Linked DNA regions of Sus scrofa: region 1 is linked to region 2. The links are chromatin contacts, called in public Hi-C maps. All regions are on one chromosome and are shown on one strand. Each heading gives the region's core, a stretch centred on a gene start, on an enhancer-like site or on the middle of the called end of the contact. The rest is flanking DNA. Distances are from core to core; before and after follow the strand shown.

Evidence for each region. A called contact is a pair of places that touch in the nucleus more often than the background predicts.
Region 1: a contact with region 2 is called in a Hi-C map of heart right ventricle, with 2.9 times the contacts expected there. The contact joins two enhancer-like sites. A contact is called at or near these places in 2 of 47 Hi-C or Micro-C datasets (embryonic fibroblasts and heart right ventricle).

Annotation. Positions count from the first base shown.
Region 1 is chr16:39,455,174-39,459,068 of Sscrofa11.1, reverse strand. No RefSeq gene overlaps it. Among named protein-coding and RNA genes, the nearest start is that of PDE4D, 51 kb to the right of the region's middle. Within about 2 kb of position 2,293, at least 2 of the 83 cell types and tissues checked have an H3K27ac peak or open chromatin away from gene starts, as enhancers often do.
Region 2 is chr16:39,111,078-39,114,775 of Sscrofa11.1, reverse strand. The region is part of intron 3 of PDE4D (cAMP-specific 3',5'-cyclic phosphodiesterase 4D); the gene reads left to right. Among named protein-coding and RNA genes, the nearest start is that of MIR9800, 140 kb to the left of the region's middle. Within about 2 kb of position 1,520, at least 18 of the 83 cell types and tissues checked have an H3K27ac peak or open chromatin away from gene starts, as enhancers often do.

The DNA of each region.
Region 1 (3,895 bases), core at 1,044-3,543, 340 kb before region 2:
CTTTGTATTTCTGCATCTGCCTTTAGGGAAGTCATATCTGGGGCTAGTAAATTTAATAAACATATGGGTCATGGCTTAGTGTTTGTGTTGTCCAGGAGCTTGATTCTGGATTCCCACCTCTGGAAGAGAATTTTTGTGCACTTCTTTAGGAAGTGTAACTTAAAAAGAGCCAATATTTGTGAACGGTTATGTTCAAGAAAAGGAAACTAGATAGTTCTATGTTTGGAATGTCACACTTTTAAAAAAATTGTGATTAAAAGAGGAATCAATTAAAATGGCTCTTTGCTATATGGGCAGGGCTGTATCAAATTATACCTTTATTTTTTACCTTCAAGGCATGGAGTAAAGTAAGACTTATTACCTACTAAAATCAGTATCAAGCAGCAATTCAACTGTGTGTCTATACATCATCATAATATTTGAAATATTCACTTTATAACAAGATGTTGGAAATTCTACTTTTATGGCATTTGGATTCATTCTTATGTTTCCTAGCTTAAGACCACATAACCTGCACAAAATTATAATGCCTTGACATCATTGCATATTGATACTTCCAGGTGAACAAATTAATGTAAAACATAAACTGATTATCAAGCCTTAGAGAAACTATTTGCTCCTGAGTGTTCAAGTGGTTTGAAAGTTGGAACCTGGTACCACATTCATAAACAAGAGAATTTGCTTATTTGTTATCAACTTGGAAATGCTTTTATTACTGAATTTTATGGAACAAATACACTGCCTAGAATAAATAGAGGATGTATTCACTAATTTAATGGTATAACAAGTAACTTCTGATGGACTTTTTTGTGTTTTAGTGTCTACTTAATGTTCAAAATTTCAATTTGAGTGAATAAAATGAGAAGAATAGTGGGATAAAAAGGTCTAGCCCAATAAAAAAATTTTATGATATCACTTTCAGTTTTTTAGTGTATATTTGTGTTGCTAGGTACATTTCATCATTTCTAATGAATCTAAGACAGTTAAAAATCTATTTACGGTTTCTGTCAATTCGATCTTGGAGAATTGTCTTGTGAATTGTTCGCTTTGAGGATTTAGAGTATATTATATTTTCCATAAATTGTGCCTATTTCAAGATAAAATAATATATATGTTTGGGTAGGTCTACTCTATAATACCACTTGGTGCTCCTTTGCCAAACTGAGAACACTTAGAGTATTCAGAGCCTTGCTAGAGAATGTAACAGCTCCCACAAATTTTACATATTGCTCCCAGCATCTCTCTAATAGTAATTACTTGGTAGTCTTCTTGGGCAGTCTAGTAAAACAAAGGTATATTTTTTTAAAAAACAGAGGACTAAAGATGATTTTATTTTCATAAGAAGTAAGAAAACTGTAATTGATTTTTAAAACTGAAGTACTTTGATTAGTTGTAAGGCTAATCCAACATGGGAATAAAGATGCCTTTTGCTCACTGTTTCCACTAAGAACTGGTGACCTTTTGAAGGATCTTGGCAACAAACATTTCAGTGATAACTTACCACCATAGCAAAACAATTCACTGCTAAAAATAGTTATGCTGGGATAAAATGCAATCTTGACTTTCTGAGAGCCCACGAGTCCAGTTTATCTCAGTTACTGATATCATTATTTATGTATCTATGTTTTAGAATCAGGTGTGTTTTAGATTCAGTTATTAAAAAACAACAACAAATCAATGGGAAAGCTGTTTTGAAGATTAGAATGAGGTGGCTGAAAGCTTCTCCACATGAGATCTTAAAAGGGACTGTAATGTGAGGCACAGAAGAAAATAAAAAATGAAATCAGTCCTGTTTACTGATTTTGTATAATTTATTAAACCTGGGTTTTGTCCCTATGCAAGTTTGGCCTAAAATACTCCAATTTTTTAAAAAGCTTTATGATACTTAGAATAGATTTAAGACTTTTCCAAATGGTCAGATCTGATTGGGTAAGACTACTTTAGTGTTTTAACTCAATAATTATCCAAAGCAATAATATTTAAAACATATACTGACATCATTTGTAAATTTCTTAAAACTTTCTACTTATTAAAATGACAAGTATAGATACAATAACTGCTTAAAAATGATTAAGTTTTTGATTTCAAAAAGTCCTTACTCTTACCTTCACAGAGTAATAATTGAATTCAGGAAGTTTCTGTTGTGACTTAGCGGTAAAGAGACTGACTAGTATCCATGAGGATGAAGGTTCAATTTAGTGGGTTAAGGATTCAGGTTGCTGTGAACTAGGCCACAGATGCAGCTCAGATCCCATGTTGCAGTGGTTGTGGTATAGGCCGGCAGCTGCAACTCCAATTCGACCCCTAGCCAGGGAAATTCCATATGCTGCAGGTGTAGCCCTAAAAAACCCCCCCCCCCAAAAAAAGGAATTGAATTCAATTCACAGAGAATTGAATTCAATAATCTGTTAAGGCTCTAGGAGGTGTCTGGTTTAGGTTATTTGCCTTTTCCCGTCATGATCCATACAACAAGGACAGATATTCCCAGTAGGGGTCAGCCTTGTGTTGGTAATTACTGTACCAAAAGAAAAAGCTAAGGATTTTATTTAAAAGTCAAGTATATGTCATGTAAATGGAAGCCATTGATTGTGGAAAGAAGAAACTTAAAAGTCAAACATCTATATTGCAATGAAAGTAGCTGTGGGTAATATTTTGTTTCTTCTGTTACTATTTTTTCCCCCCAAAGCTTCAGAAGGCCCTATTGCTTTGCTAAATACTCTCCAAAAGTGGGCTGTAAATGATAAAAATGAGTAGTTATCTAAATGCAGCAGCAGATCATTAGACTTTAAAGTGAAAAAAAAAATTGCCTGCCAAATTGAGGCTGAGTTAAAAAAAAAAAAACAACCCACAGAGGTAAGATAATATTGTACAAGTCAGCCACTTGCCTTAGTTGCCTTCTGCAAGTGTTGGGATAACTGTGTCTGTTCTCTTTTCTTAAAATAAATCTTATTTTACTCTCATTACTCAGACTAAGCTAATCTTCTGATCTCTAAAGCAAGCACTTTTTAATAAATGCAGAGATGGAAATCTGGGATAAAAACATATGTTTTAGAATAATGTCTCTGAGTTGTTGATGTCAACATGCTATAAGCAGCCAAACGAGTATGGCCCAGAAACATCTTTGAGGGTACTGAGATGATCAGTGTGTTGGCAACAGCAGTGATGGCACAGAGTAGCCTGGGGAGGCTTTAATTTCCCACACCCAAAACAAACATGATTAAGCAAATATTATGTTTGTTATGCAAATACAACCTCAAGGCAAGATGCTTAGTATCTTCCTTCCAACTAAATTATTACCCAAAGGTCCTTCCTACTAGAATTTGTAGCACCAGTATTGGTTAGAAATGAAAATATTCAGATTTTAAGTTCTAGCACTACCAGTAAAGAGTTGGGAAGTGGCCTTGAGCAAATCACATTTCTGGGCTTTGGTTTGTTCCTCAGTAAAGGGAAGGGATTGCATTTTGGAGGCCACCAGTGCCAGCATCTTCCAGGGACAGGAAGATGTAAGTTGCTGAGAGTGAAGGGGCTGGTGGAGTGTGCAGGCTCTACAACAAAGTATTGGCTAAAATATACATATACATATATATATGTATGTATGTATATGTGTGTGTATATATATACAGTGTGTGTGTGTGTGTACATATAAAATGCTCCATCTTGGTCAAACTAATCCAACATGTAGATATGATAATCTTTGGGTTAAGTAATTTTGTGAAAGGGAATTGTATTTAAATTTTTTTTTTTTTTTTTTTTTTTTTTGTCTTTTTAGGGCTGTGCCCACAGCATATGGAGGTTCCCAGGCAAGGGGTTGAATTGGAGCTGCAGTTGCTGGCCTACACCACAGCCACAGCAACAAGGGATCTGAGCCGCATCTGCGACCTACACCACAGCTCAT
Region 2 (3,698 bases), core at 271-2,770:
TAGCACAATGATTATGAGCATGAACTCTAAGGCCAGATTACCTAGATTCGATTATGTCTTTCACTATATGACCTGCAAATTGCTTAATCTCTCTGTGCCTCAGTTTCTACATCTGTAAAATGGAAATAATAATATGACCTATTTTAAAGGATTGTAACTGTATTTAATTAAAGTAATATATGTAAAATACTTAGGACAGTGTTATGTGTCAACATTAGATAAAAGGTAGCCTTTAATTATTATTATTATGAAGTAGAGCCCCAGAGTGTCCGTTTGAATTCAGTGAAATGAGGAGTTGGGTTCTCAACTTTGCAGGTCTAGTAATTCACTTTTATCACTGCTCCCAGATTTAATCATCTCAAGTCTCTGAGAGAAGGAATTAAACAAACTCATGGGTGACTAATGTAACAGCCAGAAGTCCCATTTGTAAAAGTGACAGAAAAATTATTTTGAAGCTATTACTGAAGTAATTTTTTTTTCCTCATGCAGTGCCTTTTACCTGTAATTCTATTGGGCTCTTTGATCTAGATATTGGTCTCTATGACTCAGAGAAGGGAGGCTTCAATAGAAGAAAAAAAGTTTATTAATAGTCTTTGAGGTTGGAAAGCCTTAGCATAAATATAAAGCAAGCAAGAAAATTCATTTAGTCAAGCCCTCTTTGCCCTGGTCACTGGATGAAGATCCTCCTGCCTTTGGTAGAACAAAAGAGCTAGAGAAGATGGCAGTGGAGTAAATCTAGGTGTTCTTCCCTGAAAAGAAGTTCTCTGCTCTGCAACCTGCTCCAAAGCTGAGCCCTGAGGAGGTGGTGATACAAGTCCAAAATTAACTTGGGATCCCAAGAGCCGTGAGGACACAGGTGGGATTTCCTCACGTGCTGTGATGGCATGACACCAGTTGAGTAGGGGTGAGGGTATAGCATGACATGATGTGGTGTGTCAGGTGATGAGAGTTTGATTTTTATGACCCCCAGAGTGGCTTGGAAAAACCTTGCTATTTTCCTCCCCCACCCACTTAAAACTGGTCACAAGGAATTCCTTTGTGACTCAGCAGTTTAAGAATCTGGTGGTGTCACTGCAGCAGCTTAGGTCACAGGATCAGTCTCTGTGAGAACTTTCACATGCCTCAGGCACAGCCAAAAAAACAGTGGCCACAAATTTTTTGCTACTTCCTGTTAAGAAGTAGAGACTAATTCCCTTCTCCTTGACTGTGGGCTGACCTAGTGGCTTGGTTGACCAATAGGATGCACCAGAAGTGAGCTTCTGTGCATTCCAGGGCCAGATAATAAGACATTTTGCAACTTTCACTTGGATCTCTTAGAATGTTCCTTTAGGGGAAAGCCAGTTGCATGAAAGAAATCTGGCCATCTTGCTGGAAAACCTATCTAGAGAAGTCCTAAGACTTTTTGGATAGGGTCAGGGCCTAGGGAAGCTCAGCCTGCCACGTCTTTCCACCAAGACAACAGGCATGTAAGTGAAACCATCTTGGGCTTCCAAACCAGTCCAGCCACCAGCCACACAGCACTAAATGATCCTAGGGGAGGCAGAAAAAACATCCAGCCCAGCCCTTGAAGATCTGACCATATGTCATGAACATAATAAATCAATTATTACTGTAAGCCATTAGTTTTGGGCGGTTTGTTCCACCACAATAAATGACCAAACCAGTACATACTCTTCGCATGACCTTAGAATTGCTCAGAAGCAGTTGGATAAATTGTCTGACTTTGACCTGAAGAAGCCTTTTGGTCAGGGGGCAATTTATATGCTGATCTGGGGGGGTGATGATTATGCAATCCCTACCTTCAAAAGACCTTACAGGAGGGACTTCTGTTCCTAAGTATTGACAGAAAAAACCCACTCATTTTCACATTAGCAGTGAACATTAGCAGGGACAATGATTGACCAAAAAATAAATATCACTACTGCCATGATTATGTTTTTGGAGTTATAAAACATCATGGGCCTGCCAGCCATCCACTCTCTAAATCTTAGATACTGCTCATGGAGATGGAAGGAATTTAAGGGACCTTGATTCCACCGGGAAAACCTCACACGACAGAGGAACCCATGATTTGAATGAAAAATATCTTGAAGTGATTAAGTTGGTTATTTGCCACTCAGAAAAATGGGGATTAAAATAGGAATTAAGTAGTCATAGAAAGATGAAAAGAGTGATATTTTTTAGCACAACTGCAGTTTCTGAAATAAACATCTGTCATATTAATTAAATATGTGAAACACAACTGTAAGTCAGAATATGCTTGCTATCCCATTAGCTCATCTCTTCTTGATCCATTTATTCTTTTACAGTGGGAACTGTTTCTTTTGTTGTGATCAGAACACTTGAGTCTGCTCCAGTGCATAGACTTGCTGAGAAGCTAAATTAGTCATCAGGCTATTTGGTTATCATGGGTTTGAACAAAGGTAAAAGGAGAAATTACGTTATTTAGGCCATGGTGACAGAGCTGTTGACCTATTCTGCCCTTCAGTTGACAACACCCCTAATCTACTTGGTGATTAGAATTCTTGGGCTGTCCCCTGTCCCTCGCTCAGCATTGTTTTCTTCTATACATACTAAATAAATTATAGAGAATTCTGGCTCCTTCATTGCCTTTTATCTCTTTCTAATGTGACCATTCTACCAGTGACGGTAAATTTAATCTATAGATATGTTTATACTGTTAATTAGGTTATGCTCAAGGCCTGCCTGCTTTTGGCTTTGTAACATAATATCTCTTAGGGGCTCTATCCTCAGCAGATTTAATTTATCATGTGTTGATTTTACTAATTTAACTCATGTCTCATTGCTGCCTCAATGTTATGCCTAAGAGGGTCACTCTTTCCCTCTAATCTTGTAAGACTTTCAGTGCAATGCCAAGGATGCTGAGCAAGAAAAATCCCAATAAATAAGAAAGGAGAAGTATGACACATTTTTCTCTTAGGAAGTTAAAGGAAGGGAAGGTTTTAATATCTTATTATAGATTCTACTATCAGGTATACATTATCTTATGCAATTTACAATTTTTGTGTTTGAAAAATCTCAAGGCTATGCCTATTTATACGTTTTTACAGGAGAACCCTGATGATTTGTTCATTAACTAATTAATTAATTTACTTTGCTTTTTAGGGCTGCATCTGAGGCAATATGGAGGTTCCCAGGCCAGGGGTTGAATCAGAGCTACGGCTGCTGGCCTACACCACAGCCACAGGAATGCCAGATCTGAGCTGCATCTGTGACCTACACCACAGCTCACGACAATGCTGGATCCTTAACCCACTGAGCAAGGCCAGGGATTGAATCTGAAACCTCATGGATCCTAGTCAGGTTCATTAACCACACTGAGCCACGAAGGAACTCTGTTCATTAATTATTAATCAAATATTTATTAACCCCTGATTAGAATCATGATCCTTGGTAGATGCCTCTTCAGTCCTGGGAAAAGAAAATAAACAATATATAAAGTGATATTCTTCTTTTCCTTTTATATCTATATGAGTTATGGATGTTCACTAAACTTAGTGTGGTAATCATTTCATGATATATATAAGTCAAATCATTATGCTATATACCTTTACCTTATACAGCATTTTATGTCAATTATATCTCAATAAAACTGGGAGAAAAAATACGTAGAATATAAGGCACACAAAAAAGCACATGAAATGCTCAGCATAATTAGACATGAGGGAGATCTATAT